Regions from separate parts of the Macaca mulatta genome. Here region 1 is linked to region 2. Evidence: chromatin contacts called from public Hi-C data. All regions are on one chromosome and are shown on one strand. Each heading gives the region's core, a stretch centred on a gene start, on an enhancer-like site or on the middle of the called end of the contact. The rest is flanking DNA. Distances are from core to core; before and after follow the strand shown. Region 1 holds the start of AP1AR (adaptor related protein complex 1 associated regulatory protein). Region 2 has its middle 48 kb from the start of FAM241A.

Region 1 (6,269 bases), core at 3,380-5,879, 130 kb after region 2:
AAATTATAATATAACTATATTATACTAAGTACTTGATAGTGCTTAATCATCTATCCTAACAACAAAGGCAAATTTTGTTTAGTGCTTAATCATTTATCCTAACAACAAAGGCAAAATTTATCTCATTATCTCCATTTTATAGTAGTCATATCTAGCACTCTGTATAAATTGTGGTAATTGAAACTACGCTCAGTGAGTTAAAAGTACGACTTTGTGTCTATATTTGGAACAAAGTTGTAATGGAGAACACAGAATTCTTCCCCTTGCAGGGACCACATAACCTCCACACCAAACATAATAGTAGCAAATGATCTCAAAATGACAAAAAGTGATTAGAGAATCACTAGAGTCAATAGAGAAGAAGTTCTGAGCAGAGAAGAAGTTCTGAGCAGAGAAAAGATTCATATTTGGAACCATATAATCCAGAAGACAATTGGGGGTACACGTTGCATCCTGACGGACTCCAGAGCACCTACGAGAAAAGATCTTTCCTTTCAACTTCAGAAGAAAATACTTGAGAGAAGAAAATGTTGTGGGTTTTTTAAAAAAACTTGTATTTTAGGTTCAAGGATACATGTGCAGGTTCATTATATAGATAAACTCACATCACAGGGATTTGTTGTGCAGATTATTTCGTCACCCAGGTATTAAGCCTAGTACCCAAGAGAAGAGAATTTTGAAAGGGATGGGGGGAAAGGTGAGATGTTCTGCTACCTGTAGGCAGGTGGAATGTCTCTAGCAAGCTGACAGTAAGCAGTAATCACTGTAGATAATCTTTCTTTTTTTGAGACAAGGTCTGGCTTGTCACCCAGGCTGGAGTGCAGTGGTTAGATCTTGGCTCATTGCAGCCTCGACTTTCTGAGCTCAAGCAATTCTCCCACCTCAGCCTCCTAAGTAGCTGAGAATACAGGCACATGCCACCACACCTGACTATTTTTTGTAGTTTTTGTAGAGACAGGCTCTTGCCATGTTGCCAAGGCTGGTCTCAAACTCCTGGACTCAAGCCATCTGCCCACCTCAGCCTCCGAAAATTCTGGGATTACAGGCATAAGCCACTGTGCCTGGTCCTACTGTAGATAATCTAAGTGTTTGTGTATCTTACTGATAAGTTAAATATTCTGCCTAGCCAACTGTCACATAAATGAACTTTTTGAAATGATGGGGTCTTGCTATGTCCCCCAGGCTGAACGCAAACTCCTGGGCTCAAACCATCCTCCTACCTCCACCTTCTGAGTAGCTGGGACTACAGTTACGTGCCACCACACCCAGCTCTAAACGAACTCTCTAGCAATGATGAATTAAATGTACAAATCTTATCAGAATACATGTGACTATGGTCGTTGCTGATTTTATACCCATGTCCAAATGTAAGAGTTGAGGAACCAGTACTGAAGCACGGCAGAAGGCACAAGCCTGTCAGGAGGCCTGAGTTTTCTTCATATTACACTTTTAATTCATTGTATGACCTTGAGCAAATCATTTAATTCCTCAAACACTACTCTTTCTCAACCATAAAACAAAGTTTATCTGCCTCTCAAACCTCCATTCCAGTTATGGGTTTTTTCCCTGCTAATTCTGTTTAACTAAAAGCAGATCATCACTTAACTGAATGTTTAAAAAGTTTTAAAGCTTACCATGAAGATTCTTGATGTCAAATTTGGTGAAAAATTGCACAATGATAAATTCCCATAACCCCTAAGATTAGCTTGGTAATTTATTTAATACATTTGTAGAAAAAAAATTAAGTAACTCCCCTCAATTTATTATAACCTACCCATATTTGAGTTATTACTTTCGGAGACAGTCAAATGCCTAGGCAGACAAAAAGGGGTCCCCAGAAAATCTCCCACCTGCCCCACAAGTGTTTACATCAGATGCTTTTGTGCAGATGAGGGAACCTGCCCAGGGCCTTAGCATGCCCGCATGCGCACTGGGGGAATGGGGTGGAACCAGGGCAGGGGAAGGAGCCTGGCCTCTTCAGTTCCTGTGTGGTGGCCTGGGATTCAATCTGTGAGGTGCTTTTTCAGTCCCCTGTAGTAGCCTGGGATTCATCCATGAGGTGGGGGCCTGATAATAGGACTCCCATCTCGCTTTGCTGAGTTTTTTCTTTTTTTCCTTTTGCCCAATAAAATCCTGCTCTACTCACCTTCCATGTGTCCACGTGTCTAAGTTTTCCTGGTCATGTGACAAGAACCTGGTTTTAGCTGAATTGCGGGGCAAAATTCTGCATTTCTAAATGTTTGCATTTGTTATTAAACTTTAATTGAACTGGTGATCAATCTTTTCTACTGAAGGGTCAAATTTAAACTTTTTTTCTGATTACAGAAGTATTAAATAATAATTGTCAAAACTGAGAAAATAGAGAAGAGAAATAAAGCTCCCAACATTCACAATCTTGAAATAATTACTGTTACCATTTTGATATTTACCATCCAGCCTTTATTTTCAAGAAACACGTGTAAGAAAGAACGTGAGAATGTATCTGTTTTGTTTTAAACATCATTTGGAACATACATATAATTTTCTATCCTGATTTTTCACACATTATTCAGTAAGCAGTATTCCATATTATTAACGTTTTAAAAAATATATTTCTTGTGTCTATGTAACAAGAATACACCAGCAAATTTCATCATCCTTCAATTTTTGAGAATTTAATTTGTTTCTGCCTCTTGGTATTTCCAAATGATTTCTCAGAATGAGTTTCACTATCTGCAGCAGTTTAGAATAGTATCATTTCATTGTATCCTTGCAAATACTGAGTATTTCCATCTGTAAATCTTTGTTAACCTGACAAGTGAATCAATACAAATGACTAAAACATGCATTTTAATTTGCATTATTTTGCTTAGTGAAGTTTTTAAACGTCTTCTTCATTTGTATTGCTTCTGAGGATCATTCATATCCTTGAGATCAGATTTACTACAAAAAAATTATTTTTAAGTGAGATTTAGTTTTAATATAGGCTTATAGAATGCCTATAGGAAGTGCTCTGTCAAGTCTATAGCTATATTTTTTAATCAAACTTTTTATATTGAGACAATTGTAGTGTCACATGCAGTTTTAAGAAATAATATACAGATGACCGTGTATACCTTTATTCTAGTTTCCCCCAATGGTGACATGTTACAAAACTATTGCAATAACACAACCAGGATAACTGACATTAATATAGACAAGATGCAGGATTTCCATCCCTGACCCGTGGCAATCAATTATTCTGTTGTCCATTTATATAAACTTGTCAATTCTGAAATGTTACATAATGGAATTACACAGTATATAAGCCTTTGAGATTGGCTTTTTCTTTAACCATAATTTCCTACAGATTCATTTCAAGGTGTGTTCATCTAGTGTGTTCCTTTTTGTTACTAAATATTCCATAGGATAGATGTGCCAGTTTCTGTAAACCTTTATAGTTGAATTTTAATGACTATTTCATTAATACATTTGTCTAATTTCAAGAGTTGGAAGGAGAAAAGAAAATGCATTCAACTATTTAGGAAGTCATTCGGTCATCCCAACATTCACTGAAAGCAGACCATTGGGACAAATGTTATCCCATGCTTCTGATTACAAAAATAACTAAAACCCAAATAAAATAAAAATTAGTTAAGTAGCAGCGCTAAGATTGAAACCAGATAGGTGTTTAAAGCAGCAAGAAAATGAGTTCAGAGAACATTTTATCATCAATAAAAACTTTCTAAAATCTAACAATTTTTCTAGGTTTAATTAAACAGGCTAAAAACTTGATGTGTCCAGTCCATGAGAGCATCCTCCTATCCACTGGACTAGGTGTCTACTAAGCCACATCTTATATCTATTTGAGGCCAACTGTCTTGAGGCCAAACAAGACGCGAGTTACATGGTAGCATTTGAGAGGGCTGCGGACCCATCAGAGCAGCCTTCTCTTCCCATCTACAGCAGTTCTGGGCAGCATGCTTGGAATGGCAACGCTGGCGTCCCCGAAAAACCCCAGCCCTCTTGCCAATTTCGTCTGAACCCCAACTACCCGACCCCAAATTATTTGAAGATCTGATTTTAAACAAAACGAGGCCAATAGTGCACCATTATTGTTTCCCTAAAACGCTAACAGTATGGAGATTAAGACACAAACCAGAGACCGGAAAAAAATATTGGTGCGTTCAAAGTAACCTCAGTTCCCGACTCTATTCTCCACCTATGGTGCAATATTAACAAAAACTAAGCACACCATGCAGAGAAACGCCCTTTCGCACTTATAACTTCCGGCCTGGGACTCTAGCTCCTCACACGCCTTTGATACAAAGTGCGAAGGCTGAGCCTTAACCATGCCAAGCCCAGCGTCCTCCGGACTAGGATGCCCGAAACTGCAATGAGAGAGGGAAATTTCCTAGTCAGGTCAAGGTCCAACAAAACAAACGTCCGCACGCAGAAACTGAACCGTATCGCAGGCAGAAGCAGCTGAACCAGCAGCGAGCGGAAGTGACGCAAAGGCCGGTCACGGGAGAAGGCGGGGCCCCGAGGCAGCGCGCCCAATTGGGGCGCGGTAGAGGCCGGGGGTGTGGCAGCGTCGGCGGCGAGCGGGGGCCTGGGGGCGCTGGGGGGCGGGGCCAGGGTGTAGGCTCGCGGGGACTGGCCTCCTTCGGCAGCTGGAGGCGGTCACTCGCGCAGGGCTGGGGGCTGAGGCAAGAAGGGCCATGCTGGCGGCGAAGGAGTCTAGACCCTTCAGTCCGGTGCTCCTCCCTCGCGCAGCGGTGGCTCTACGGCCGCGGGAGTAAACACTGCCTTTGTTCCCTAGCGCCTCGTCTCTTTCGTCGCCCCGTCCCCTCACGCCGCCGCGCTCCGGCCGGCCCGCCCTCGGTCCCTGAACCCCATTTCGGCTCGTGCCGCGCGGATGCGGCTGCCGGGCCTGGGATTGGGCATTGAGCCGGAGGAGGAGGAGGAGCGGCGGCGCCTGGGCGGCATGCGATGGGGAACTGCTGCTGGACGCAGTGCTTCGGACTGCTCCGCAAGGAAGCGGGGCGGCTGCAGCGAGTAGGCGGCGGCGGAGGGTAAGCCCGCTGGGGGAGGGGCCCGGCCCCCGTGGCTCCTCCTATTCGGCCCCCGGCGGGGAATCCCTTTCGCTGTCCCCCGGCGGCTGGAGGTGGCGGCCGAGAGCCCTGCTACACTCACTGCTTAGCAGACGTCAGACGGGTGGTCGTGTTGGAGGCCCAGTGTGGGGGCCGGTCTCTGGGCCTCCTCGGAAAGAGGTAGAAGAGGGGGCGGGGTGTCGCTCCTGCCAGGGCACCCTGTCACGCGGGGAAGGAGTCACGGGAGACATCATCTCCAGGAAACAAGGAGTAACCTCGCGCTAATGGGCTGTAGGATCGGCTCCAGGGCAACCTGGACACACCCTGCGCTGAGCTTGGGTTTAATGCCAAAGCTAGTATCCCTGTATCTGACCCTCTCTTTAGCCCAGGCAGAGCAGGTGGGATCTGGCTACGGACTTAATGCCTCAGATTGATTTTACGTAGAAGTCATTTGGATGCTGGAGTAAAAGAAGGTTTCAGATACTGATGAACTCTTTGATAGCTACAAAGACTTGCTGAATTGCAGAGTTCCCAATGGGCATTCAGATTCTTGGTGCTGGTAACGCAGGGGCTATGTGTAATTTTTTCATATTAAGTTTTTGAAATTTCGAGAAGAATTCCTTTCCCTGATTGCTACTCAAACGTCCTATAACATCAGGTAAATTGCAGTCCCGAACTTAACTTCTCTTAAGTAAACCTGGGATATGCTTAGGTTTTGTATATGCACCATCCACAAAATAGAAATTTCATAATTCCATTTTTGTGTATTTTATTTCATAGATATTGAAAAAATTAGAGCAAATTCCTTTGGGGTTGACTTTGTTGTTATTGAAAATCTGAATCAAGCCAGTTTGTGTAAGGACTATTTTGCCCTTTCTGAAACATTGCTAATTTTTCATAATCTGTTCCATTTAACATTATTGGGTAATAAGATGTTCAACATAAATAAATTGAACTAAATGATCATGATTTGAATCTTTGGTAATGGAGATCTTATAAAATATAATAGGATTCTCATTCATTAGGCATTGTGTTACCTCTCTGATACAAAGTAGCTAAGGTTTTACACTAATTATCCCTAGAATGGAAGGGCAAGGATTTGCAGTTTGTGCCTAGTTTTAATATTTCGATTTCCCTAATTTAAGAGTTCTTACTGTTGAGTGGGACATGACAGCTGTTTTATCTTGTCATCCAGGATCATCTGATTTAAGTATTTCT
Region 2 (6,239 bases), core at 1,570-4,069:
TCAAAATGCTTATTATTAAAAAGTCAAAAAACAGCAGACACTAGTGAGGCTGTGGAGTAAAGGGAATGCTTATTCACTATTGGTGGGAATGTAAATTAGTTCAGTCACTGTGGAAAGCAGTTTAAAGATTTTTCAAAGAACTAAGAGCTGAACAACCACTCAACCCAGAAATCCCATTACTAGCTATATGCCCCAAAGAAAATAAATCATTCTACCAAAAAGACACTATGCACTCATATGTCATTGCAGCACTATTCACAATAGCAAAGACATGAAATCAAACTAGATGTCCATCAGCAGTTGATTAGATGAGGAAAATGTGGTACATATATACCATGGAAAGTTATGCAGCCTTAAAAAGAATGAAAGCATGTCCTTTGCAGCAATATGGATGCAAATGGAGGCCATTATCCTAAGCAAATTAATGCAGAAACAGAAATCAAATACTGCATGTTCTAACTTACAAGTGGGAGCTGAACATTGGGTACTCATGGACATAAAGATGGGAACAACAGACACTGGGGACTACTAGAGGTGGGGAGGAAGGGCAGGGGGCAAGGGTTGAAAAATAAACTATTGGGTACTATGCTCTCTTCTTGAGTGACAAATTGAATCATATACCAAACCGTAGCATCACACAATATGACCATGTAACAAATTTGCACATATACCCTCTGAATCTAAAATAAAAGTTAAAATTATTTTTTAAAAATACCTGGAGACTTCAGGTTAAAAAGACTGAGGAACAATTAGATAAGGGTCCTAATCTCAACAAGTACATAAGAGGGAAATGAAGATGACAGTATAACAATATAGATCATCCTCTTAAATTTAGGATTATAATATATTCTAAGGCCAGGGAATGTTAAAGTTTTAGGAGAAGAACCATGGTTTAACACATAAATATGATGCTGCTCTCAAGTATATTTTCTTTTACCTAGCATTGTTTTTAATTAGGAGGACTGTTTAAAAGGAAAACTGATAGTTTAAAAAAAAAAAAGTAAGCAGTGGTACCACTAACACTAACTTCAACACTGATAACTGAAGCCAACCCCTTGGCCTTGCTGCTGATAAAGATGTGAGGGCTCTGACCTCCTGACATATGTCCTGTTGATTAATGCAGTTCATGGAAGAATTGTCACTTCAACTCATGTCCTGAATTTCTACAGTTGATAGAACCATGGTTCTCAAATTTTAATGAACAGAAGACTTACCTGCACTATTTGTTTTACCAATTGCATACTTCATCCCCAGAGAGTCTAATTCAGTAGATCTGCAGTGAAAATCTATCATTGATCACATACCCTAGATGATTCTGAAGCAGGAGATCCACGGACCATGTTTTAATGATCACTTACTATCTAGGTTTTTTAGGACATAAACATCTGGATTCAGAGTGTGAATCTGACTATGTATATGAGCTACAATTGAGGTGTAGTGGCACAGATAAAAGAAATATTAATTTTGCTTAACGAAAAGGGAAGCAAAAGAAGAGTACAAGGAATCCCTGAAGAGAAGATGATATTTGACCTGTGATTTAAAAGATGAGAAGAAAGCCGGGCACGATGGCTCATACCTGTACTCCCAGTGCTTTGGGAGGCGGAAGTGGGCAGATCACCTGAGGTCAGGAGTTCGAGACCAGTCTGGCCAACATGGTGAAACCCTGTTTCTACCAAAAATACAAAATTAGCCAGGCATGGTGGCAGGTGCCTGTAGTCCCAGCTACTCAGGAGGCTGAGGCATGAGAATTACTTGAATCTGGGAGGCGGAGTTTGCAGTGAGTTGAGATCATGATGCCACACTCCAGCCTGGGCGACAAGAGCAAAACCCTATCTCAAAAAATAAACATAAAAAAAAAGATGAGAAGAAATTTTCCAACTGGGAAGGAGCAAAAAGAGAAAGAACAAGGAGTAAGGAAAGTGCCTGCAGAAGAAATGGCAGGTCAGATGGCAAAATATGAAACCGCAAGGACAGACTTGGGCCACTTTATGCAGAGTTTTGTATTCTGTGAAGCATAATTTATCCTGTGGGCTGTTGGTTCCCAAATGAAACAGTTGCACCAGAAATCTTCTGAGGCATTTATTAAAATTCCCAGGGTCTCCAGCAGAGCTACTAAATCAAATTGCTGTGAGATCTGAGTAACTGGAGTTTTAAGAAGGGTTCCCAGACACTCTGATAAGCAGCCAGTATAACTACTGGTAGCCAAAGGGCTTGTCATATAAGGGCTCTAAGCATCTAAGTCCTTCAGAGAATGCAGCATCCGAGAGTTGTTGTCAGGAATGATCCAGCAAGGGGAAGAAGTAAAAGTCAAGACATTCCATAGCCAGAAATAGGTTAGCACCAGAAAATTTCCATAGAGAAAGGCATAGATGACAAAGATGTGAGTTGGGTAGATGAGCTGAACTATAAAAGCAGAAGGTATGGACACAGAAGGCAGTTTCTGGAAATAAAGGCAAAGTACAACAGAGAGTTGTCCTATGCGAGATGAGACAAAGACAGACTTCTGATGAGTATGAGGTGCTGCCAGAGACAGCTTAACAGCAGCCATCCTTAATCTAGCTGATACCTTTCAGCTGGAGTTGAAAAGGTATCCAGTTCAGTCAGCAGTTGAAAAGACAAAGCCAGGAAAACATCAGGAAAAAATATCAGAGTTGGAGTTTGAACATTATGGTTCAATAGAAACTACAGAAGTAGATGGCATTGCTGGAGAGGTAAAAACGGACTTTTAAGGGACAGAGTAGATGTTTTAAAAGGCATTGAATTGGCAAGAGGAGGAGGCAGTAACATAAACTGTCTTCATTTTGTAAATACATGGGATGTAGGATTGAACTGTTTCCATTAATCTAAGCATGCAGCACTGTTCTTTAAACTTCCAGTAGATGGTGCCATAGTTTTGGAAAATAATAAAGGTAAACAAAGCCAATAATGTTACATTTAAAAAGCTTGTTTTATGTTAACTTAAAAAAAATAGGATTTATAAATGTAGATTTAGAAAAGTAGAGATTTTATTTCTTCTACAGGGTTACAGCCTGCAAAGTGACCATCTTGTAGACTGGGCAGCATGCCTCCCGCAAAGACCAGAGACAGGCACTTCACAGGAGGATTGCTTGGAGTGCAAGTGTTGTGCTGAACAGGTTGGATAAACATACATATTCTACAGGCACAGGGGGAGCTATAAATATTCATGAGGGTGGTCCTGATACATATTGAATGTCACATGCATATTGAACAAACACGCATGTAACATGACCCATGTTCACTTTGGGGTGGAGACTTAACATTTAAATGTATTTACAATTAGGCTCTATAAATCAAAAGGTCCTTTCAGGGCAGGAAGGTGTACAAGTGCACAATCTCTATAAACTGCCCAGAACCAATCCATGGTCCATGATCTTCTGATCAGGAGAAAGTTATTGAAATCAGTCTCTTATCCAATCAAAGCTATAGCTATGGCTGGTGGAACAGGGAGTGGGTGGAACCGGGAGTGGGGGTCAGAATCTGGTAGAGGTGCAAATTGTTTTAATATTGCTTATCTCGAAGCCAGTGCTTGTTTAGCTGCCAGAGAAAAAGAAAAACCTACTTTATTATTTAAGTGTAGGGGGTGCGTGAACTAATCCTTGCCTGGCATGGCCTTAGGTCCTGTTTGTATCATGGTGTAATATGGTATCTTATTGCCACAAAGTTTGTTCTGTCAGTCTGATGATCTCTATTTTACCACTAATGCTGATCAGTTGTTCTGCCTAAACCATAAAAGGGAGGGTTTAATGAAATATGTCTGACTTTCCATTCCATCATGGCTGGGAACTCAGTTTTAAGGTTTTCCTGGAATTCTCTTGGGCACAATGGGGGTTTGTTCAGTTGGTGGGGGAGGGGGATAGGATTTTATTTTAAGTTTATATTAAAAAGTAAATTAAAGTAAATAAATAAATAAAACTTATAAGGAATGACTAAAGCCAAATTAAGATAACATATCAATACCTGAAGGCTTATTTATTGTTCAAGACTCATATTCTCAGAATTTTATACTCCACTTTAGTGTTAATTTGTGACCAATAAATTGCATAATTTATTGGTCACAAATTATGCAATTAGATGGTTCACATGATCATCAAAACCACAAACAACATAAAAACTCTGAAGAATATGGAATATGGCTGGCAGTTTTAAAATGTTCATTTGCTATAAAAAAGCCACTTTCGTAGTGTTATGACTTTCATGAGTTCTAAGCACTTTTGCCTTCAGAGCCCCTTCCTTCATTGAAAAGAATACACATACACACACACACACACACATGCACACACACACACATGCACATACACAATTGTATTTTGTGACTGCTTTGGTATACACTTTAATTATTGAATTAGAAATAAAATTCATATATTTTTGTGGGCCCCTAAAAATATTGTGGGCACTATGCACTTTGTACAGTGATTAAGTCCACACAATGGATGTCTAGCTACCATAAAAAATGAAACTTAAATAGAAAGTAAAACTAGAGGGAGACAATGACTTTGAGGGTAAGTTGTCCATGGTGAAATGGAAATTCCTTGCAAGTTTTATGTGCTATCTTAAATTATATCCAAATATTACAAAAGATGTATTTTAAATAACTTATCAGGGAAAAAGAAGAAAAACAAAATTTCTTACCTGATTCATTGGTTAATGGATAAGGTAATATTGCAGAGTTGCCTTGTCCCTGAAAATTATTACCCAAAATTTACTGCTGAAAGACGCAGAATTAAGTATGTCATGAGATATTGATCAAGTGCAGTTCCAACAGGAAGAAGAACCAATTTATGGAAAGGAATATTTTTATTTTGAGAGTTTTAAGTTTCTTTTTTGTAAAGAGGGGAAGGATGGAAACAGAAGAGAGCTGCTATTATTTTTCTTAGTTTCTAATTTGGAAAAAGGAAGTGTATGACTGCAACATTTGAGAGTCTAAAATTTTAAGTAAGGGCCTACATAGTACAATAATAGCAATCTTAAATATAATCCAAAATCAAGAGTCAGAGAGAGCTGTAGAGTAGGAGGGACTGGTAATAGGGATTCCTGGAGAAGCAAGGAGAGACATTCTAGGGCATTCTGAGAGATATAAAGTGAGATGAAGTAGCTTTGGGTGTCTGCAGACCAGGAATCATGGTCAAGGATCAAAACTTGGGAATAGGGGCCACCCTCCTACTGGGCGATGACTTTGAACACCATCCTTGCTGTGAAAATTGCTTAAATTTAACCTGTATCCTATGATTTTTGCTAGACTTCAAGTATTGATGGGCAATGTTTTAGCTTTTAATTTGTCCTTAATCTTTTACATATTAAAATAGTACTTCTGCAAAAGCTTTATGTTGTCAAACAAAAGAGTTCTTTATTCAAATTGTAGTGGCATAATTTGCCTTTTTAAAAAACTCTGATTTTCTTTCAATGTTCATACTTTATAAAGATAAGGGGGAGATGTTCATTTATCTAGTTGATTTTCACCATAATGTCTATTTTTGCGAAAGAGTTTGTATGTCCTCTTTACCCCATGAGAGATGGAGAAGGAGGGGGTGGGGGTTGGGGGTAGGATATTCAATGAGCACCTTGCACAGGGAAGACAAGCAATATGAAATTTTTATGGACCTCCAAACAATCCTGACCTTTGGCAGTTCCACTCTGACATAAATAAGTGTAAGGCAAGTCATATAGCAATTAACATTTGCCTTCCATTCCATCAAGTTTGCACTGCAACCATCATGGAGAGTGAATTCCCGATAGGCAGTCATTAAGAGAGGCAGTACAGAGTTTAGAATCCTATTGCATGGGTTCAGATCTGGTCACTGCTACTTAATGGCTGTATAATCTTCGGCAAGTGACTTAGCTTCTCTAAGCCTCAGTGTCATTATCCATAAAAAGGAGATAATTCTAATACCTGCATTATAAATAATAATGAGGATTAAATGAGATAATCCATACATCAAAATTAGGTATTGGCCATATTACTTGCTATTCCAAGAAACAGCACTCAGGACACGTCTGTTAAGGATGGCCAAGGCTCTGTGTGTCACATAAAAAAGAGCTGGGGGTAGAGCAGTAACCCTAAGGCCTCTGCCAAAAGCAACTTGAAAGTTAAACTCATGTTTTTGTCCAATGGCAGTGAACAAGAAATAAAGGTCAACAGCCATTTCCTCTGGAATCTGGCTTGTGATGTGACATCCGGGAATTGGCCCAACTTGTGGGTAGAAACAAACAAATCTTCCTCC

The links. A called contact is a pair of places that touch in the nucleus more often than the background predicts.
Region 1: a Hi-C map of fetal cortex germinal zone shows a contact between it and region 2, with 3 times the contacts expected there. The contact joins the promoter of AP1AR here to the enhancer-like site in region 2. A contact is called at or near these places in 6 of 14 Hi-C or Micro-C datasets (CD4 T cells, blood, cortical neurons and 3 more).

The regions. Positions count from the first base shown.
Region 1 is chr5:121,477,879-121,484,147 of T2T-MMU8v2.0, forward strand. AP1AR (adaptor related protein complex 1 associated regulatory protein) reads left to right here and starts at 4,630. Exons shown (of 10, transcript NM_001193936.2): 1 at 4,630-5,033. The coding sequence starts at 4,951.
Region 2 is chr5:121,350,557-121,356,795 of T2T-MMU8v2.0, forward strand. No RefSeq gene overlaps it. Among named protein-coding and RNA genes, the nearest start is that of FAM241A, 48 kb to the right of the region's middle. Within about 2 kb of position 2,820, at least 1 of the 40 cell types and tissues checked has an H3K27ac peak or open chromatin away from gene starts, as enhancers often do. A contact at or near this core is called in fetal cortex germinal zone, where this site is marked.